2 separate regions of the Sus scrofa genome follow, and region 1 is linked to region 2. Evidence: chromatin contacts called from public Hi-C data. All regions are on one chromosome and are shown on one strand. Each heading gives the region's core, a stretch centred on a gene start, on an enhancer-like site or on the middle of the called end of the contact. The rest is flanking DNA. Distances are from core to core; before and after follow the strand shown. Region 1 overlaps ANP32B (acidic leucine-rich nuclear phosphoprotein 32 family member B). Region 2 holds the start of TRMO (tRNA methyltransferase O).

Region 1 (3,561 bases), core at 613-3,112, 73 kb after region 2:
TTTTGTCAATGTCCTAACATTCAGAGGCAGAGCAGAAGCAAATGTTGTGTGGGAGTTGTTTGCATGGGTGTTTCTGACCTGGGCGGTGATGTGGTTAGGGCCCTTTGGTGGATATGAAAGTCTGAATCCCCTTGGACAGTGAAATATGAGAAATAATCATTTAAATATTTACCATTTGCAGAGGATCTGCTTTGTACGATACACCAAAGTGGATGCTTTATGTGTGTTGTTCATAATCCTCAACATTTCTCCAGAGTGGAGAGACATAGCATGGCCCACGTTTTACACATGAGGAAGCTGAGGCTTAGGAGAGGTTGAATCCCTTGTCCAGAGTCACACACCTGGCAGGCCAGTGACAGAGCCACAGTGCCACACACCCAGGGCTATCTGGGAAAGCCTGAGTGCCTGCCATTCTTCTGAACTTGCTGTTCAGATTCCTGGATGTACTAGGTGGGTCTCCTGAAGTTACAACTTAAGGATAAATAAAACTGTAGGAGAAAGTGTGGGGGCGGGGGAAATGTTGGGTCCATTTTGACTTCTGAAAGTATTCTTCAGTTGTGAAAAACACCATCCTCATCCTCATCAACCACATACATTTTGAACACCGTCTACTTTGAGCCCAGTTCTTACAGTCAATGCAATGATTGTGAATGCCTCTGCTTACTACAGGGACATTAATCGAGAGACAAAGAAGGCATCAATTCAAACTTCCTTGGACACCTTTTTTAAGAGACCTGGGCCATCCAAACCATCCCCCAAAGCCCTTCTAAATTCTAAGAAGGCAAGCAAAATTATTGTTAATAAAATGTTTAATGTTTATTATGGATAGCCTATTAGTTTTAGGCCAAATTTCTGAGATGGTAGAGTTGTGAATTTTTTTTCTTTCTTTTTTTTTAAAGCCGTATTTACACATTACATTGGGATCCTGAATATCTGTGTGTAGTGTATTTTGGACCTTTAAAGCACAGTTTTACTGCTCTAAACAATTTTAGAGTTCTACCATTATTAGGAGTTTTGTTGATGTTTATTTGGTTTCACTTTGTTTTCTAGCATATTGTTTGGCATGTCTGAATTATTCATATGGGTCCTTTCTAAAGAAGTGGCCAAAAATGTCACGGATTCAGAGTTTCAGAAACAGGAGGCCCTGTGTTAGGCTAGTCAATAGAGTTAGAAAATGTGCTTGGGGCACTGTTGAGCATTAAGATCAGGGGTTGTATGCATTTTTTTGTACATCCATTCCTAGGGAATAATATTGAACAGTAAATGGCTGCTTCCTTTAAGTGAAGAATTTATACTGAGCCTCTGTGGGGAAAGCTGCCTAAATTTACTTGTGGTTCTATATTAGCTGTTACAGAGTCAACCCTTTTGTGAAAAGAGTTCCCCAGTTGTCTGGGGTGCTATTTCAACATTTTTTCCCCCTCTTTGGCAAGAACGCATTCCTGGGCTTCCGGAGTTCAGGGACTGTCTAGTAGGAACCTAATCTGAAAGCTGCATGTCATAAAAGCGTTTCTCCCTGTGAGCCCTAGGGCTGGGGACAACTATCTTAAAGAAAGACCTCAGGGGACTGATTTACATAAGCACATTATTGGATCAGCGACCTCTTGGATCAGTGTACGTGGCTGTTTTGAGGAGTACATTTGCCTGTTGCTCTTAACTCTGTTCTGGGTCTGTGCTCCCAAGGGCTGTTCAGTGAGAATAAAATCAATGTGGGCACCTCTTTGATGAAGAAAATGAAGGTTTGTGAGTGCAGGAGTCAGCAACCCTTTGCTCTCAAGGACCAGATAGTAGACCACCTAGGTTTTGTAGGCCTTAGTCTTTGTTACAGCCACTCCACTTTGCCCTTATAGCTCAAGAGAAGCCACACAAAGTTCCTAAACAAGTGAGTGTGGCTGTGTTCCAGTGAAAGTTAGTTTACAAACACGAGAGGCGGGCAGGATGGGCCAGCACAGTTTGCCAAGCCCTGCTTTAAAGCAGAGATTTTGACATCATTTTGTAACTCCCAAGAATTATACAGACACCGTAGATCCTGAAGACAAGGTTTTGTTTCATCTATATCTCTTCCCAGGCCCTTGTGAATATTGAAATAGATTTCCAATGAAGTATCAAAATCCTTAAACATCAACATTTATTTTCTGCAACTTACTTCATGAAGAGATCCTCTTAATATTTTTTTAGAGAATGGTAAATCTTTTGATTCAAAACCTTTAAATGCTAAATTTGTGGGAGTTCCTGTTGTGGTTCAGCAGGTTTGGAACCCAGCACAGTGTCTGTGAGGATGTCAGTTTGATCCCTGGGCTCATTCAGTGGATTAAGGATTCAGCAGTGCTGCAGGCTGTGGTGTAGTCACAGATGCAGCTCAAATTCAGTGTTGCTGTTGCTGTGGTGTAGACCACAGCTGCTGCTCCTATTCAGCTCCTCACCCGGGAACTTCCATATGCTACAGGAGCAGCTTTAAAAAGAAAAAATAAATAAAGGTTAAACGTAGGAAGCCATATATCCATATGCCCCCAGGCCCCCCTCTTTTGCTTTTTAGGGCCACACCTATAACATATGGAAGTTCCCAGGCTAGGAATAGATTGTAGCTGCAGCTGCTGGTCTCTGCCACAGCAGTTTGGGGATCTGAGCTGTGTCTGTGACCTACACCTCAGGTCATGGCAATGCTGGATCCTTAACCCCACTGAGTGAGGCCAGGGATCGAACCAGCATCGCATCCTCATGGATACTAGCAGGGTTCCTAACTCGCTGGGCCACAATGGGAACTCCCCACAGGCCCCCGTTTTAAAAGGCATCAGACTACGTAGTATTTCACATTTTGAGTTTTCTTTTTACAGGTGTGCCCCCTTTTTTGCTCTCTGTGAGGGTCTCTTGGCATTTTGTTACTATCTCCTTACTTACCTATAGTACTACCTATGTCCTCCCAATCTTGTAATTTACCCTTAGTCAAAACTTAACAGACCTGGCATTGAAATACTGATACACTGATATAATAATGAAGACCTGAGTCAGATGTTTTCCTGTCCACTTCACCTGCTCAGAAAACTTGGGGGGCCAAGTTTCTAGATCTTAACTGGTTTAGTTAGATGAAACTGAAGTTCTAAACAAATGAGGTGTTGCAACAAAACTTGAAGGTATGGTAAAATCAGAAAAATTTTTAAAGTTCTGATAATAGAACTTTTCCCCAAAAATCAAGAAAGAAGAGTGTAATGTTCAGTCTTTTCCCCAAAAATCAAGAAAGAAGAGTGTAAAGTTTCTCTACTTGCTGAGTTTCAACTCTGAGTCCCCTTTCTTTTTCCCCCAGCCTACATTGACTCCTGCCTTTCTGAAAAATAGCTGCATCCCCACACTTTGTGCTTTACTAGACTCCTTTGGAGTATTTACATTTATGTCTCCAAGTAGAAATCTCAAGAATTTCAAGATATCGATTGAATTAACTCATTTGATTTAATTTTCCCCCTCCTATACTACCACCTTAGAGCACTGACTGCTTGATAATCAAGCGGGTTCTTACTGGTCATTTGATTACTCATACATTAAAACTAGTTATTTATAACTAAATAAATT
Region 2 (3,530 bases), core at 425-2,924:
AGTACATAGACGTTCCAGGCTAGGGGTTGAATCTGAGCTGCAGCTGCTGGCCTGAGCCAGAGCCACAGCAACACCAGATCCAAACCTTGTCTGTGACCTTCATCACAGCTCATGGCAACACCAGATCCTTAACCCACTGAGCAGGGAATCAAACCCATGTCCTCATGGATGCTAGTTGGGTTCATTACTGCTAAGCCACAACAAGAACTCCAAAAAGTTCTATTTTTCATGCTTCTTTTCTAAATGAATACTTTAAAATTGAACAGTTTGGAGCCCTTCTTTGCACTTTTCCCTTGTTTGACTGTACCCTAAACACAAACACCTGTAAGCTAAAGATCAGGCACTGTGAACACAATTGCCTGTGGGTTAAAGATTAGAAGCACAAGATGTTTTTCAGCAATTTTCCTAGTTTGTCCTAATCTGTGACCAATCTGTCCTTTTGGTAAGTACTGTTATTCGAGGAAAAGGCAAGATTCCATAAATCAGAAGACCACCAGGATCATGATGAGCTCTCCTGACACCAGCTTTGATGACTAAAATTTCCTGAAAGAAAAACACGTTTGCCCCAATCTTGACTCTTACCTGAAACCCTGTTCTTCTCCTTTTAGATTATAAAACTCCCTGCAATTCTTCCCCAAAGGAGGAGAGTCTTTAAGACATTAGCCTGCTGTGGTCTCCTTTGCCTGGCAAAGCAATAAAAGCTATATTTTTTTTTCTCCTTCACCCAAAACTGTCTCTGGGGTTCCATTTGGTAGCAGTTGGACAGAGACCCAGTTTTTGGCAACAGTCTCAAGAACTTTCACTTTTCTAAGTGAAATAAAACCAGTAATAACCTAAACACCCAACAAAAGGAACTGGGTAAATAAGAGCACACCTATAAAACAAAACAGTGTGCAACCTCTTAAAATTAACATTAATTGCCATGGAAAGTTTTTACAAACCTTAAGGTTTTGAGGTTATAAAACAGTGGGATTACATATCAACACATATTTCTAGGATATATGCACTGAAAAAATTATGGAAGGTATAAACCAAGATATTAACAGAGGTTTTCTCTGCTTGATGGCCAACTACTTTAACCTTTTTTCCATTTGCTTCCTCTAATTTCCAAAGTTAAGACAGTCTCCTGCATAAGTAAGAGTGAAAATACAGAGAAACAAGCCCATGACCATCTTTCCAGGTTCAGCTTAAAACTATTTCCTACAGCACCGGATGCTTCTCTCTGGTGGCATTAACTCCTAGTCGGCACAGCACCTGATGTAAACATCCTATCTCTCCTTTATGAGTGAGAACTCTCCAAAGGACAGGCCACTACACTGCAGGTGGCTGTTCTGCCAAGGTCAGCCGACCTCAGCCACCACGAACAGGGCAGGAGAGATGACGTCATCCTGCTCCACCTCCGATACATCACGTGGTCGTCTAAGCACGTGACCCGTGCCTTCGCAATAAACAGGAAAAGGACCCAGTCCGTTCACGGTCTCGCTTTCCTTGTCCTCTCTACAGTTAAGTCGGCTGCCTGCACTTATGGTTGTTCTGAGAGAGGAACCGCCAGCCTCTTAAAAGTTACCTGTCTCCAGAGTTGGCTTCACGCACCCGCACGGGGTAGCTTTAGGGCGAGGCCCAGGGTCCTCCAAGCCGCGCATAACTACTGGTTGCACAGGTGCCCACCCAACGCGTTAAGCCTTCCGCTTCCGGTCTCCGCGCCTGGCGCCTGCGCAACAGCCGCTCGGGCTGGTGGCGCTAAGATCCAGCACGCGCTAGGGGTGTGGGGTGCGCGCCGCGCGCGCAGCGGGCGGCGGCGGAAGCAGAACTGAGGTTGAGGTTGTGTACCTGAGGTCTCGTTCCGTTCCTGAACCCGCGTCTATGCGGTCCCGCCTGGATCCACAGCAGTTTCCCGCCCTCTCAGGGCAGCTAGCGACTCCGAAGTTACTGCCCGTTTCAAGGGGGACTCGTCATTGAAGATTTATGCATAAAGATATCTCTCTCGAAATAAGCAACCTGCGTATCTAACGCATGACGATAATTTTTAAAGACAAAGGATATGTATGGGTAGTATATCACATAGCAAGATGATCGGATGTTAGAAAATGTTAATACTTGGATGGTGGGAATACACAAATGGTCATTTATACTTATCTGTATGCTCCCATTTTTCCGTAATAAGAAGGATGTTTTGTCAGAAAGGAGCCCCAGGTAAATCTTATTTCAAATCTAATGGATGGGTAGACCCACACCAGATTAGGTAGGGGTTGAGAGGTGGAGACTTGTTTCCTGTGCGTCATACTTCATGGGAACTGAAGCGAGAATGAAATTTGAATCAACATGCCATATACATTGAGGAGATTGTGCCATCGTTTCTGGAGAGCTCTAAAAAACTGAGGGCCAGCAAGAATCAGTTTTCATTCCATTGGATGGCCAGTTATCCTTGCACCGCTAGCCTGCCCTTTTACCCATTGACTTGTAACGTCTTCTCTCACCTGTATATTTTATCAAGTTTCTCTGTATACATAATTCTGCTTCTGAGCTTTTTATCCTGTTGTTGCATGAGGGTTGGGGTGCGGAGGGTGGAGCATGTGCCTGCAAAATAAATTATTCAAATAAAACTGCATAGATGTGGAAGCTTTATAACCATGAAAAGCTGTTCCTCAACTGGTTCATTTGTCGTGGACTAAATAGATCACTAGCAGAAAAGGAACATTGGAAGGAGCCAAAGATTTAAAGATCGTGGGGTTTAAAACAAAAACTAAAAATTGAGAAAATTCGTACACCTACATATCTTCTGATAGGTCTTTTCCACGTGAAAATTTTAAAAAGTTCTCTTGTGGCAAAGCAGGTTAAGGATCTGGCATTGTCACTGCAGCGGTCTGAGTCGCTCTTGTGGCGGGAGTTGGATCCCTGGCCCAGCAACTTCTTCATGCCACCAGCGCAGCCAGAAAAAGAAAAAATTAGACAAGAATGCTATTGTTTTCAGGAGGAAAGAGTTCTGGGGCAGCTGAAGAAACAAGAACAAGTTGCAGAAGGGCTGAGCTATATACCCGCTGTAAAACTGGGGCCGTAACAGCAGCAGTTGGCCACTAGATGGGGGTGTTGCTAAAAGTGATAGTCGGTTAATTTGTGGCCAGGCTGTTGCAGAAATGAGGGGTATATGCGCTCCTGGCCTTAGAAATCATATATCGTGATAATCACACCAAAAATACATTACCAAGTGTGACAAGTTCTGAAATGCAAAACAGACTTGGAGATACTGGTGAGGTACATTAATCCCTGTTTTAGAAGTAAAATTTCTCTATGGGAGACAGGAACTTGAATATATAGCACTTTTATTACATGAAGTTTTCATTAGCCTGTCTAGAGTTACATATGATTATTTGTATTTATGAGACAACCCTTTCTCTGGAGGTAGGACCTAGGAATCTGCCTTTAAAAAATCTAAATGATTCAAAGCAGGTGGTCATCTGCCTACACTGTGAGAAGAACTTCTCAGTGTAATGAATAAATGAATCATCTTTCATTTGGGTGAAGGATCTTTT

Evidence for each region. A called contact is a pair of places that touch in the nucleus more often than the background predicts.
Region 1: a Hi-C map of liver shows a contact between it and region 2, with 3 times the contacts expected there. The contact joins the enhancer-like site here to the promoter of TRMO in region 2. A contact is called at or near these places in 1 of 5 promoter capture datasets (liver), 15 of 47 Hi-C or Micro-C datasets (alveolar macrophages, embryonic fibroblasts, fetal skeletal muscle and 7 more) and 2 of 2 datasets of contacts at active chromatin or transcription factors (alveolar macrophages and skeletal muscle).

What each region holds. Positions count from the first base shown.
Region 1 is chr1:239,858,334-239,861,894 of Sscrofa11.1, forward strand. All of the region lies in intron 3 of ANP32B (acidic leucine-rich nuclear phosphoprotein 32 family member B), which reads left to right. Among named protein-coding and RNA genes, the nearest start is that of ANP32B, 18 kb to the left of the region's middle. Within about 2 kb of position 1,863, at least 8 of the 83 cell types and tissues checked have an H3K27ac peak or open chromatin away from gene starts, as enhancers often do. A contact at or near this core is called in liver, where this site is marked.
Region 2 is chr1:239,785,258-239,788,787 of Sscrofa11.1, forward strand. TRMO (tRNA methyltransferase O) reads right to left here and starts at 1,675. Exons shown (of 6, transcript NM_001243624.1): 1 at 1,568-1,675. The coding sequence starts at 1,643.